Regions from separate parts of the Rattus norvegicus genome. Here region 1 is linked to region 2. Evidence: chromatin contacts called from public Hi-C data. All regions are on one chromosome and are shown on one strand. Each heading gives the region's core, a stretch centred on a gene start, on an enhancer-like site or on the middle of the called end of the contact. The rest is flanking DNA. Distances are from core to core; before and after follow the strand shown.

Evidence for each region. A called contact is a pair of places that touch in the nucleus more often than the background predicts.
Region 1: a Hi-C map of kidney shows a contact between it and region 2, with 1.9 times the contacts expected there. The contact joins two enhancer-like sites. A contact is called at or near these places in 3 of 12 Hi-C or Micro-C datasets (hepatocytes, kidney and liver) and 1 of 1 datasets of contacts at active chromatin or transcription factors (oligodendrocytes).

The regions. Positions count from the first base shown.
Region 1 is chr14:87,587,727-87,593,955 of GRCr8, forward strand. The region is part of intron 1 of Tns3 (tensin 3); the gene reads right to left. Among named protein-coding and RNA genes, the nearest start is that of Tns3, 29 kb to the right of the region's middle. Within about 2 kb of position 1,380, at least 18 of the 93 cell types and tissues checked have an H3K27ac peak or open chromatin away from gene starts, as enhancers often do. A contact at or near this core is called in kidney, where this site is marked.
Region 2 is chr14:87,524,864-87,530,710 of GRCr8, forward strand. All of the region lies in intron 4 of Tns3 (tensin 3), which reads right to left. LOC120096660 (a long non-coding RNA gene) reads left to right here. Exons shown (of 3, transcript XR_005493413.1): 3 at 1,174-1,299. Among named protein-coding and RNA genes, the nearest start is that of Tns3, 92 kb to the right of the region's middle. Within about 2 kb of position 2,643, at least 15 of the 93 cell types and tissues checked have an H3K27ac peak or open chromatin away from gene starts, as enhancers often do. A contact at or near this core is called in kidney, where this site is marked.

The DNA.
Region 1 (6,229 bases), core at 130-2,629, 62 kb after region 2:
ACTGTTGCCAAATGCTCTCTTGTGCCCCACGCTGAGTTATACAACTCTTGTAGAATCATGACCCACGTTTATAAAGCAGTGCTCTAAACTGGATGTGACGCCCTTTAATCCCAGCACTCAAGAGACAGAGGCAAGCCAATTTCTTAAAAATTGAAGGCCAGCCTAGACCTCACAGGGAATTCCAGACCAGCCAGGGACACATAGTGAGACTCTCGTCTCAAAAGAAGAGAAAGAAAAAGAAGGAGGAAGAAGAAGAGGAGGACGTAAAAGAGGAGGACAACAATAAGAATGACCCGGGGATCAATTCCCAGCACTGACACGGTGGCTTACAACCATCAATAACACCAGTTCCAGCCTGGAGACACTAGCAACCATATGGTGTACACACACACACACACACACACACACACACACACACACACACACACACTGAGCTAAATCCCCAACTCCCACAAAGTTTTTAGATGCGACAAATTCTGGGTTTTTATTTCACAGACTTCCAGAGTTGAGAATAACAGATCATGTGTTGCAAGACAGAAGACTTCAATGCTCTCACTACAAAAAAATAACAAGCATTTGAGAGAGGCTGACATGCTAACACCCCCACTGTTATCGGGATGTAGTGCACACTTATATAAAAACACTGTGCTAGAGCTGAGAGACACACACACCACTGGGTTCTATGCCTATGAACAATTTCTATGTTCGAAATAAATGAAAGTTAGAAATCCGACCTAACTTACAGAAAACCTGTGCAGTTTCCCCAGGCAGTCTGCTAAGAAGAACCCAAGCCTGATCTCCATCCAGATCCCAGCCGGTACCCTCCAATGTTGAGATTCTCTCAGTCTGTTTCCAGAATCCCCAGGGAGACCCTTGGGTTATCCCTAGTCCTTAGACACCTCACCCGCTCTCCAGACAAGAAACGACCCAACTTCTCCTGCTGGGGCCAGCACACAACAACAAAACCACATCTAGACCCTGGGCAGGGAACCTGGCACATCATCAGAGGGGCCACCCAGGGTCAGGACGGGCCATAGTGACCCTTAGACTCCCCTGGAGGAGGACAGAACATCCTAAACTGATCAAACCCTACCCCAGTCATTCACACCACAAATCCTGAGGGGGCTCCCAGATACAACATGTCTTCAAAATCCCCCCACGAGGCTCATGGCTACAGCTGAGTTGACACGCTAGGAGCGATGGACTTGGGAACAAGAAGCCCAGAGCCTGGGACATTCTCCCAAGCAGACATGCCTAAGGGGAAATAGGCAACACAGGCTGCAAAGACCAGGATGCCTTGGGAGACTCCAGTTAGGCTAGCTATTCAACGGCAGGTTTAATATTAACTTCACTGAGTCACCCGTTTCTTCCCTCGTTACTGCTGACCGATCTCAAAGACTTCTACTGAATGTTAATCAGACACTGGAGGAGTGGGGAGGGGCTTTCTTCGCTGTCTGCTAACTCCTCCGCCTCTCTGCAAGCCCCACCCCTATTTCTGTTTTCATCAACAAAACAAGTTTTAGCTACTTACTATCGAAGTCTTCCAAGGTAAGTTTGCTGCTCAGGTGGCCATGAGTCAGCATTTCCCTACCCAGACCTTTCACAGACACCTCAGAGAATCCAAACAAGCCGCAGTAGCCTCCCCACCCCCACCCCTTCATGGAAATGGCCTTGAGGTTCAGACCCCAAGTGTTCATCAAGCCTGGCAGAGCACTGATACACATGACTACCACACAAGGGGCAGCCCCTACCTTCCACCTCCTCCCCATGCACAACCACTCTGCAAATGCAGGAATGGCTTCCAAAGGGCGGATGACAAAGTGTCAACTCTCAACTTCCCAAGGAGTTTTGAGTAGTTGCTTTTAATTTTCAAGAGTCACTGGAGAATACTTATAGTGCGGGACTGGCAATCTTCCTAATCCTCCTTTATTAAAAAAGAACACTGTCCTCACACTGATAGTGTGGGTGGGGGCTGGCACTGGCTAGGGTAGGGCCCCTTTACTGTTGTGCTGGCACACCAACATGCACGAGTGTCTCACTGGGTCCCTCAGACCACATCCCTTGAAGCTAGGCCTCACATTGCATTAGAGAAAGAGTAAGTGTGTAGATCAACAAAGACAGCCACTAGGTTTAAGGTGACTGTCACTGGAGGCCACACCCCTGGGTTACACCCAGGGTTAGGTCTTTGGAATGCAAGGCCTCCTATCAGCTGCCCTTTGAATTTCTGATTAGCTGCTAAGGAGACCATTTCTCCATTCATGCATTCCAGAGTTTACTCAGCAGTGAGAGGGGCAGGACTCCTTAAACCCAAAAGGACTAAAGGAACCCCTTCAGACAAATAAAAGAGGGAAGGAGCCATGGTGGGAAGAGAGCCCAGAGGATGAGGAAATGGAGTATGGAGCAGAGAGCCAAAGGAAGAACTAAGGGTCTCGAGGTACCTACCACTCCAAAATGGCAGGGGGGAGGCATCTGCAGGGGACCGAAAGGTCAACATCTCCACTCACTGGCGCATCAGGAGTGAAGGACGAGCCTGCTTCTGACCAAAATGTGGAGGGCACAGGGAGTCATGACACCAGAAGATTCTCTCCCCTGGTTGTTCTTGTTACCTTGGTTCCACCAGCCAGAAGAACAGACTACATTGTGCACCTGCGGTTTGTAAGAAAAAGTGAAGACCAGAGGGACCCCAGGCCAAGGCTACCACTTCCAGTCCTGAGCATAACCCTAAATCTACCTTGGCCATGGTACAACCACAACACGGACACGCGCAAACTCAAATAAAGGCTAGTCCAGCACCGGGCACTCAGTGGCACGGTCTTTTCTAAACTTAGACGCATGCGCACTGCAGGACCCAAGCCTCGGGACTCCAATCATGTGACGCTGGCTCAGCACCTCCTCCTAACCACCATCTCTGTCCTCCCCACCCCTGCCTTTGGCAATAAACCTGCTACAGAGCATCGCACCCTTCAAAAATAACCCCACCCAGACCCTCCTTCCTCCACTCCTGTAGAGGGGAACTGTTGGCGCCCAGCACCAAGGCTCCACTGCATCCCACTGAGACATTCGGACACCTCCTCTCCCCAGCTCCCTCACCGGGAAGGGATATCATGTCCTCCTCCCTCCCTCCAGTTGTCCTTCCCAGCATATTCCCAGCAATGTGTATGCACACTCTTTCAACATATACTGAACCCCCAAACCGCACCGGATGCCTCATTTCGGTTCCCTGTCCTTGAAAAACCTTGGAGTGTAGCTTTTCCTAGATGGTCCCCTGTGGCCACACTGCAGAACTGTCCCATCGGCTGACTGTCCTCCCCCCAGTACTTACTGGGGTCCCATCTCCTCCTGAGACCCTTCCCATCCCCTCGTATTCTCTACCACCACTGTGGATTGACCCTGGCACCCTTTTCCCAGTGCACACAACCATCCCTCAGCAAGCCCTGTAGAGGGAGGCCCGAGCTGGGCCGAGCTCTTCACCTCCTCTCCCACCATTAGTCCACCAATAAACTGACCTCTGACCTCTCTGCATCCAAAGCCAGCCAGGCGGAGCTTCTTCTGGGGAGATTCAGGAAGGACACAAAACCCAGCAAAACTCCTCCCACACCTAATCAGTTTTTTGTAAAAGGCCATAGGCCCCTTGGGCTAACCTAATCTTGTCCCTCCCCCTCCCCCCAGATCAGTTGTCTGATCTGCTTGCATGCTGCTGCCTCCGGACAAGCTCTGTTGGGTCATTTCCCTATCAACCTTGTCTCTTCCCTATCAACTCTCTTTCAAATTTCTGCCAAAATGTACCTCCTCCGGGAACCCTTCCACGATGCCCTATAGAAGACATCCCTTGCCGGTAAGTACTTTGTTATCTGTCTTTGTCTTGTTTCAGTGACCTTATCACCACAGTGATGTTCTTTCACTTGGAAGTCTCTGCCAAGGGGCCAGGGACTCCATCCACTAGAACAGGATCACAGCTCATCACTCAGGTGCGCTGAGTGAGTGAGTGAGTGAGTGAGTGAGTGAATGAATGAATGAATGAATGAATGATACTACTGATGGGCCTTAACACAGAGAGCCCTTACTGCCCCGTTTAGGATTCTTCATGGTCTAATCAGAACATCTGCAGTCTGAACCCGACCAGGGCCCCGTCGTTTCTGTCTATCTGTCTATCCCCATACTCCAGGCCAAGTTTAGACAATGAGAACAGTATCAGAGAAGGGGGTAGGGAAATGCTAACAGAGACATCACTGTGTGCCCATGCTAGAAACGGCTATAGGACCCACAGCTGCAAACAGGGACAGCTTGGTGAACTGCAGTGCCTACTGTACAAGTCAAATACAGACACAAGAGGGGAGGCAGGCAGACCACAGAGACTCTCTATCCCATGATAAGATGATCTGGACCTTGAGGAGAGGTTCCGTCATAAGTCTACCAGCAGTCTCTTACAGCCTGTGGAGTCTTTCTATCTAAAAAGAATAATCAGAGGTGGGAGCTGTCGCTCAGTGGTACATACAGCACTTGCCCGGCATGTGACTGTCCCCAGTATAATCAGAAACCAATGACAGTATCAATGTTATATCTATTTCCATCGGCGTGGAGAACACTCAATGGTTCAATAAGGTACACAAAGTGCAAGAGATGTAGTCACTCCCGCTGTTAGACCATCCTGAGGGTCACACCACTTGGGCAAAGGCAGTCCTTTGCAGTGGAGTGCTGAGATGGCTCCCTCTAGGTCTGAACCCGACAAGGAGCTCACAGGGGCTTCTCATGAAGGTCTGTGGGTGACGGCCATTCTCAGACCCGCTGAAGTGTTAGAACATCTTTCCCTAGGCACGGGTGTCTCCAGGAGACCTCTGCAAACGACTTGCCCATCCAGAGTCTATCCCTCAGCCTGCAGATTTGTCACATCACCGAGTCCCTGCAGGACAGAAGACCTATGTCCACATCTGCTAGACTCCAGGAAGAGAGCCTTCCTCAGGCTCCTCCCATTTCCGATAAGCGATAAGGGAGATGCTCCTCTGACAAAGAGAGAGCGGTGGAAACAGCAGATAATCAGGCTGGAGATGTGTAGTGGACAGCTCTTTTGTCCAGGGTGCTTCCTCTGTTTATCTAGGAGTGCTGATATGGTGACCTCAGAAGGAAACACAAACACCACCAAGGTCATCAACAAGGACTGGCCCCAGCGGACTGGACAGAGTGCTCAAAGACAGGCAGCAGGGCTCTGTGTGGGGCAGGACCCTCAAGCAGCTTCCCCAGGGCCGGCCCTGTGGCCAGCAGAAGGACCTAACCTGAACAATTAGAAGGCATCGTGGAAGGAAGGGCCAGATGCTGCTGAAATATAGCTTTAAAAAAAAAAAAAAACTAACAAGTCTCTTTCCGGCTACCCCATCTGTGAGCAACAGACTGGAAGGAAGACAGGGAATGGGGGATGGGCAACAAAAACCTGACCAATCTGGGGACATAGCCAAAGGACAGACTCTTGGTGACTTGGTACCAGGAAGTGGCTAGAGCCAGTCATTACCAGAGTTGGGGATAATGGTGGGGGACAGGTGTCCTGGGTGGTGGCTGGACTCTGGGCATACTTAGAGACATAGAAGCCCACCAAGGAAGGCTGAGGTCTGGATTGTACCATTCTCTCCTGCTCCAGCACCAGGTGTTTCCTGAGCAGAGGAGAAAGAAGAAGCACTTGGGACAAGACGGTCAGAGCACTTGCAAGTGACAAGAGGAACAGAGACACTGGAACGCCAGTGAAGCCAATAGAGGAGGGGCAGCCAGTGTCCAATCAGCAGACAGGAAGACAAAGCAGAAACAAAACAACCATCTAGGTGGAGAGCGGGCAGGTGCTCCAGCCACCGGCTTTGCTCTCCACTACGACCTCTCCACGAAGGAGGAATCCAGTCCGGAGGTGAGCAAACACCTTCCATAGTGGAGAAAGGAGATCCAGCAACAGGGGCAATTGAGTCAACAACAGACTGCAAATGCCATACACACACACACACACACACACACACACACACACACACACACACACACACACACACACACACAAAGAGAGAGAGAGAGAGAGAGAGAGAGAGAGAGAGAGAGGGAAGTGAGGAGGCGGGAAGAAGGAGAAAGGAACAGACCCATGGCAGAAGCAGCATACAAACACTAGTCTTGGAACAACAAGGAAGGATTTCTTCCTCCTCAGACCGTTGGAGAAAAGACTTCCAGTGGCATACCCACAGCAAAGCAAAGGGACCCTGCA
Region 2 (5,847 bases), core at 1,393-3,892:
CAGGACTAATTTGTTCTCAGAAGAGAGTCCACGAACAGCCCCCCCATTTCTAAGGCCGAGGAAAAGATACAGGTGGCTCCCCATGTTCCCCATGCTGGGAGGCTTAGCCCCAGATGTGTGCACATCTGTGTAATTGAACCAAACATTCAATTCCACACAAGTTTTCTTGTTCTTTCTTTATACTTGAGCCACTAGGGAAAAAAACGACAGTTTCCAATAAACACAAAACGGCTTTCCTTCCCACAGAAGTCTTTGCTAAGCGTGTATGAAAAGTTCCCAGTGGACTAGGGGAGAACGGTGATGGCAGGAGGCACTATCTTCAAGCTCTAGGCTCCCACAACACAGCAGCCCGCTGCTAGCAGAGCACCCAGGGGTGTTTGCTCTCTGTGGGCCCAGGGAACTGCTACAAATACCTGCTCTTCCAAATAGCAGGTATTCTTCAACCGCAGAATATCACAGTTAAGGTGGTCTATCTACCCCTATACATCAAGGAAGCAGGGTAGAAGTGGTCCACCATAGCCACATGTCAGTACGGAAGGAACTTGAGATCGGGTCCTGGCTCTCTGACTGGCCACTGATACAAATTAGGGACAGTGCATGGTATCTTGCTGGGCACGCCTAAGGAAGGTAAAAGACCCTCAGACCATTGAAGTACTAAGCCAACAGATGTCCCACATGATTGAGAGTTTACAACGTCACCAGGCCATACCCTAAGAGCTTTCCAATCCAAGGAATAAAAAATTAAGCAAGGAGTCCAGCAGAATTTGGCAGTAGGGACACACTTTAGTCATGGGGCATGGAGAAATGAAGTAGGTGCTGACCAGGAAGTTCCTCCCTAAGCTGGCCAGCTTTCACAGTACTAGACTGCAAGGTGCTGTGTGCTTGGGGGAAGTAAGGGGGGGCATCAACAGACTTACCCACCTGTGAACCCTATGAGCTACCAGATCTGATCAGCCCATGAGTGTAACAGTAACAAGAACGTTGTTTCTGCTTTCTAATTAGAATTAAGGCTTGCACCACAGGCTGAAAGACAGAACCAGGAGTATATCCATAAATCTGGCCAAGAGCCTATAGCTAGGAGCTCACAGGTCCTAGAGGAGAACTTAATATTTTTTCTATTAAAACAGGCATAATTAATCAACTGCCTCTAAATTCAGATCTCTCTACTCATAGATCGGTCCGGCTCTCAGACCTCATCGGAGGGGTCTCTGTGCATCCAAGGAGAGAGAATGAATGTCAGCGGAGTTGCCAAACACAGCCGGGACATCTATAACACTGACGGTTCAAGAACCATTGCAGAAGGGTGGGAGGGGGGGGGTTTGGAATGATTGAAAAAAGCCAGGGAGTTGGGGAGGTCTGGATCGAAAAACAGTATCCTCTGGACATAAGGGCAGAGAGGGGTCCATGAGCTGCGTCTCTAATTGAGGAGCTCCAGAGCATCTGGGTAAGGGAGAGCCAGGGCCCTGGTAGGTTGATAACCTGCTGTGGATGGCCCCACACATAGGAGGGGAGGGGGAAGGGGAAAGGGGGAATAGGGGAGGGGAGGAGGAGGGGAGGGGAGCACAAATTAGACCTCATGGGTTACTTTTAGAAAAAGTAGTAACATGAGTTTGAAGGGGGGTGGTTTGGGTCTGGGAGAAGCTAGGGGAGGAGGAAATTAAACGTGATCAAAGTACATAATATGAAATCCTCAAATAACTAGTAAAGATGTTTTCTAAAGGTTTAGCAGGGGGTGAAAACCCAAAGCAAATAAGCATTCGATTACACTCAGTAGTAATAGTTCCATCAACAATCACACATGGCCGGGCCACTGTCTTCAATGGCCCCACATTAACATGCATGGCCGAGGAATAAAGGAAATCCCGTTGGCCAACCTGCCTGGCTCACTGCAGGGCAAACTAGCCACTGGACTTGGCAGCACTCCAGTCACTCAAATCCCAGCTTCCTGTGAGTCCCTCAGAAAGGGGCTGGCTGCAGCACCCTGGGGACTTGGGTCAATATTTAAGAGGAACCGCCTTAGGAACTGGTCCCCAGGGAGCCAGGGGAAAGGGAAGGGCAGGGGGCTAGGGTCAAGAGCTGCTGCCCTGCCAGCCTCACTTCTCTCTTTATAGTGAGAGCCCCAAGATCCAGGGAGGTCTACCAGCCTCAAATCCACAGACACAGTAAAGGGACACAGTGAGAGGACAGGATGATGGTGAGAACGGAGCGATCATCTCAAGTGTAACCAGGGCCTGCAGCCCAGTGTGGGCATTTAATCATTAGCTAGGGCTTTGTGCTCCTTTTGTGCGTAAGCTGACACCACCAAAGGTCAACATGTCCTGGCCTTGCCTCACAATCCCTCCACCTGCAGAGGGAGGACAAAAGCTTAAACAAGAACCAACCTGGCTTTCAAAGATCGGTGACAAAGGCAGCCGGCCTGCCTGTGACAGGCGGGCATTGTTGGGTTCATTTTCCATTTCCCACTAGGACCAGTGCTAAGACGTGTAGCTTGGGGCTACAGATGACAGCGCAAGGCTTCCAGGAACCTCCTCTCCCCGTCTGCCTTTCCCAGAAACCCAGAAAAACCCTCGCAGTTGGACACAGTCAAAAGATGCATGTTATTTTAGGTGTGGGAGGGGATGGTGAAATCAAAGAAAGAGAAGGATCAAAGTCTGGCTTGTGGCTGGATGGGAGGAGCCACAGACTTCCCAAAGATCTATGCCTCCAAGGTCAACCATCTCGGATGTTTTAGAAGAGAACTGAAACAAGACATGGATGAGCGAAGATCTGAGCTCGAGTCAGGCATCCCAGGGAAGCATCCGTGAACACTGGCAGGCTCTGGCTGGCCCACCAGCATCCTGCTCACAGCATCGCTGCTGGCAAGATAAGGAGCCCCTGGTAGTTTGGCTTTGCTATCCTTCCTGGGAGAAAGGGGTGTGGCAGTCCTGCCCAGTGCCCCTGACAGGTCACAGGCAAAGGCTGCTTCTCAGTTACCATTTGGGACCCATCAGTTCTCTTCCTGGCCTGGACCTCCTACACATTATTCCTTGGAAGACTATTTCACTGCTCTGCAGACAGAGTGGCTTCTTCCCATCAGTTGTCTGGAGAACAATTAAGCAATATGACCACGTTGCCAGAGTACTGGCTTCCTGAGGCTACTGGAACAAGAACCCCGCAGTGCACACCTCAACACCACAGGCATTTTTCCCCCAACATATGGGGCCCGTTCTTGAGACTGGTCCTGTCTTTTGCATCTTAGCATGACCACTGCAGCTCTGGGACCCCGGGTCTTGTAGACTCATTGTTTCCATCTCTGCCTCTGTCACCACAGGGCCCTTTCCCTGCACATCTCCACGTGTGAATGCAGGCCCGTCCTCATCCCGCCCGTTCACATTCCCAGAGTTACAGGTCTGAGATAGGAGTGACTGTTAAGGAAAACATTTTGAGTTGAGCCTCTAACTTCCCAGTAAGAGCCAAGGTATTGGTGGAGAGATACACTCCTCACACTGGCTATCCATCTACTGGGACAATGGAATTAGACCTCCAAATTAGAATTTCTCTAGGAATCACATGCCGGAAGAAATATCTGGAGCCAAGTGTCAGCCAGAGGGGAAGCTGGTCTCAAAGTTATTTTACACAGTTCTGACTCCTGATCGGACTCCGTTGTGGAAGAAACTAGAGGCCGGTCAGTGATGGGTCAATGGTGGACAGGACCACACCAAGACTGAGACTGTCTAGCTGTACAAACTCTTGTGCTCTATTTAAAGCTAAGCCTCATGCCAGTCCAAGAAGGCGGACTCACCAGTCACTGGACCTCTTGATTTCTTCCTCTTCTGGTGTGACGATATTGTTAGATAAATCTCTCTCTGCTTTTCTTCATCACTTGTTTCTTTAACTGGCTTATTGAGGACCAGTGACTGAACCAAAGCCATTAGGGCTACAGGAACCAGACTCTGACTCAAACAACTCCAGTAATACCAGTATAGAGTGTCCTCTGGAACCCAGAAAAATGAGGACAACAACTATGTGTTCTTCCCACCACACACACTTCCTTAGGTTAAGGGTCAGGTGTAAGTTCAATTGTGAGGGGCGACTGTGGGGTCACCCCTCATCACCAATTCATACCCCATTCCCTTCAAGTCAGTCACAGGTGCAGGGAGGTAAGAACACTTGGGAGCAAAGCTAAAAATACGAGCATCTGAGGGGAGTCTAGAACTGTGGCTTTAAAGCCCTGCCCATCCACAACCACCCACACCTCAAAAACCGATGACATCCAGGCTTCCCTGAACCCTACAGGATGGTGTAGAAGCGAGGAAAGAAGTCAGTAGTAAATATGTAATGAATGTGTCTCCATTAGCCAGTCCAGAGATCCAGGCTGACCTCTGCTGCTCTCAAGAAGCTGCCTGCTACTACAGAATGTGAACAACTCTGGGGACCCAGAGTTCTGCCTAACTCCAGGTTCTGCGCCTCCTTGGACTCACTGAAAGCCAGCTACCTGCAGTCCATACTAGAGCTTGCTGGGAAGAGACAGAACGAGTGGTGTGATGCCCACACCTCAGGGAAGTAGGGAGGGCTGGAAGACCAGAAGGCAGCAGTTGGAAAGAAACAGGCCTGAGGCTCTTTCCAAGCAAGAGCCAATGTTCTGCAGGGGTCTGCTGACCTCGCACCTTCCCACTTTCCAGTCGCTCGACCTCACATTAAGTCACATGGGCTTATACATAAGCCTGCTCCCTGGCTTCGCCCATCCCACCCCAGCCTGCTCAGTTCCCCCAGGTCCTCTCTCTGTCCCCAAGGGTTCCCTAATTTCCTACACCCAATGTTGTGTATGCACTTTAAACTCACTTGGGAATAGTTGAGGGTCGATGTGAAACCTACAATTATTTTTATCAATGTGGTAGATCCAATCCATAAGCAGGAAATCAACAGCCGTCCGGTCCCTAGACTTACAGCATGGACACCATACATGTATACAAAGAGGCCACTGCAGAAGATGCTCACACAGCCCTGGAGAACAAGGCTCCCCACTCCATTGTCCTGGATTACTGGTCACCCAGCACCTGGTTCACCAAATCCCAATACCCAACAGATGAAAAACTTGAGTGGCTTTGAAATCTGTTACTGCTAAATTTACAGCAAAATAAGAGAACCGCTAAAGTAAGCTTGTTCCATTCACCTCGAGTGCCTCCTCACCCACTTGATGGACAATTATTTTTTAAATAATTCAGGACCTAGGAGAGACTCTACCATGACCAGTGGTAGAAATGCAAAGACGAAAGGAAACCCCGAGCAGATTTCTAAATAAGTCAGTCTGTCCTCATGTTGATCTCGTTTCTCTGTGCAGTTGGAGGAATTAAGCAAACCTTACTGAACAAAGTGCCAACACATACACACCACAAGCACAGGGTGCACGTGCACACATATGTGCTCCCACACACCCCAACATGCACACCGTGCATGAACACATATACCACAATACAGACACATGCACATGCCTGTCTTGAACATCCGGAACATCACTCCACTCTTAAAAGGCTGCTCTGGGAAAACTTTCACTGCTAGCTTCTATAGACCCTGACTCCTGAGGTCACGTGTCACAGACACAGCCTACTTGCTTCGCCCCAATTAAACAAAACAAAGCAAAGCCTCTGTAAGTTCAAAACTGTACTGTGTAACCTCTCCTCCTTGCAGCATGGGAAACGGCAAGGCACACTATGTATGAACCTGGCAGTAGGAAGAGCCATGCACCTGCATGTGCACCTGTGTGTGCACCTGTGTGTGCACCTGTGTGTGCACCTGCACCCTGCAGCTGGCACTGCCCTGAAAGCCTCACAGCCCCGGGAAGGCAGGGACCCAGGCGGGCCAGGCCTC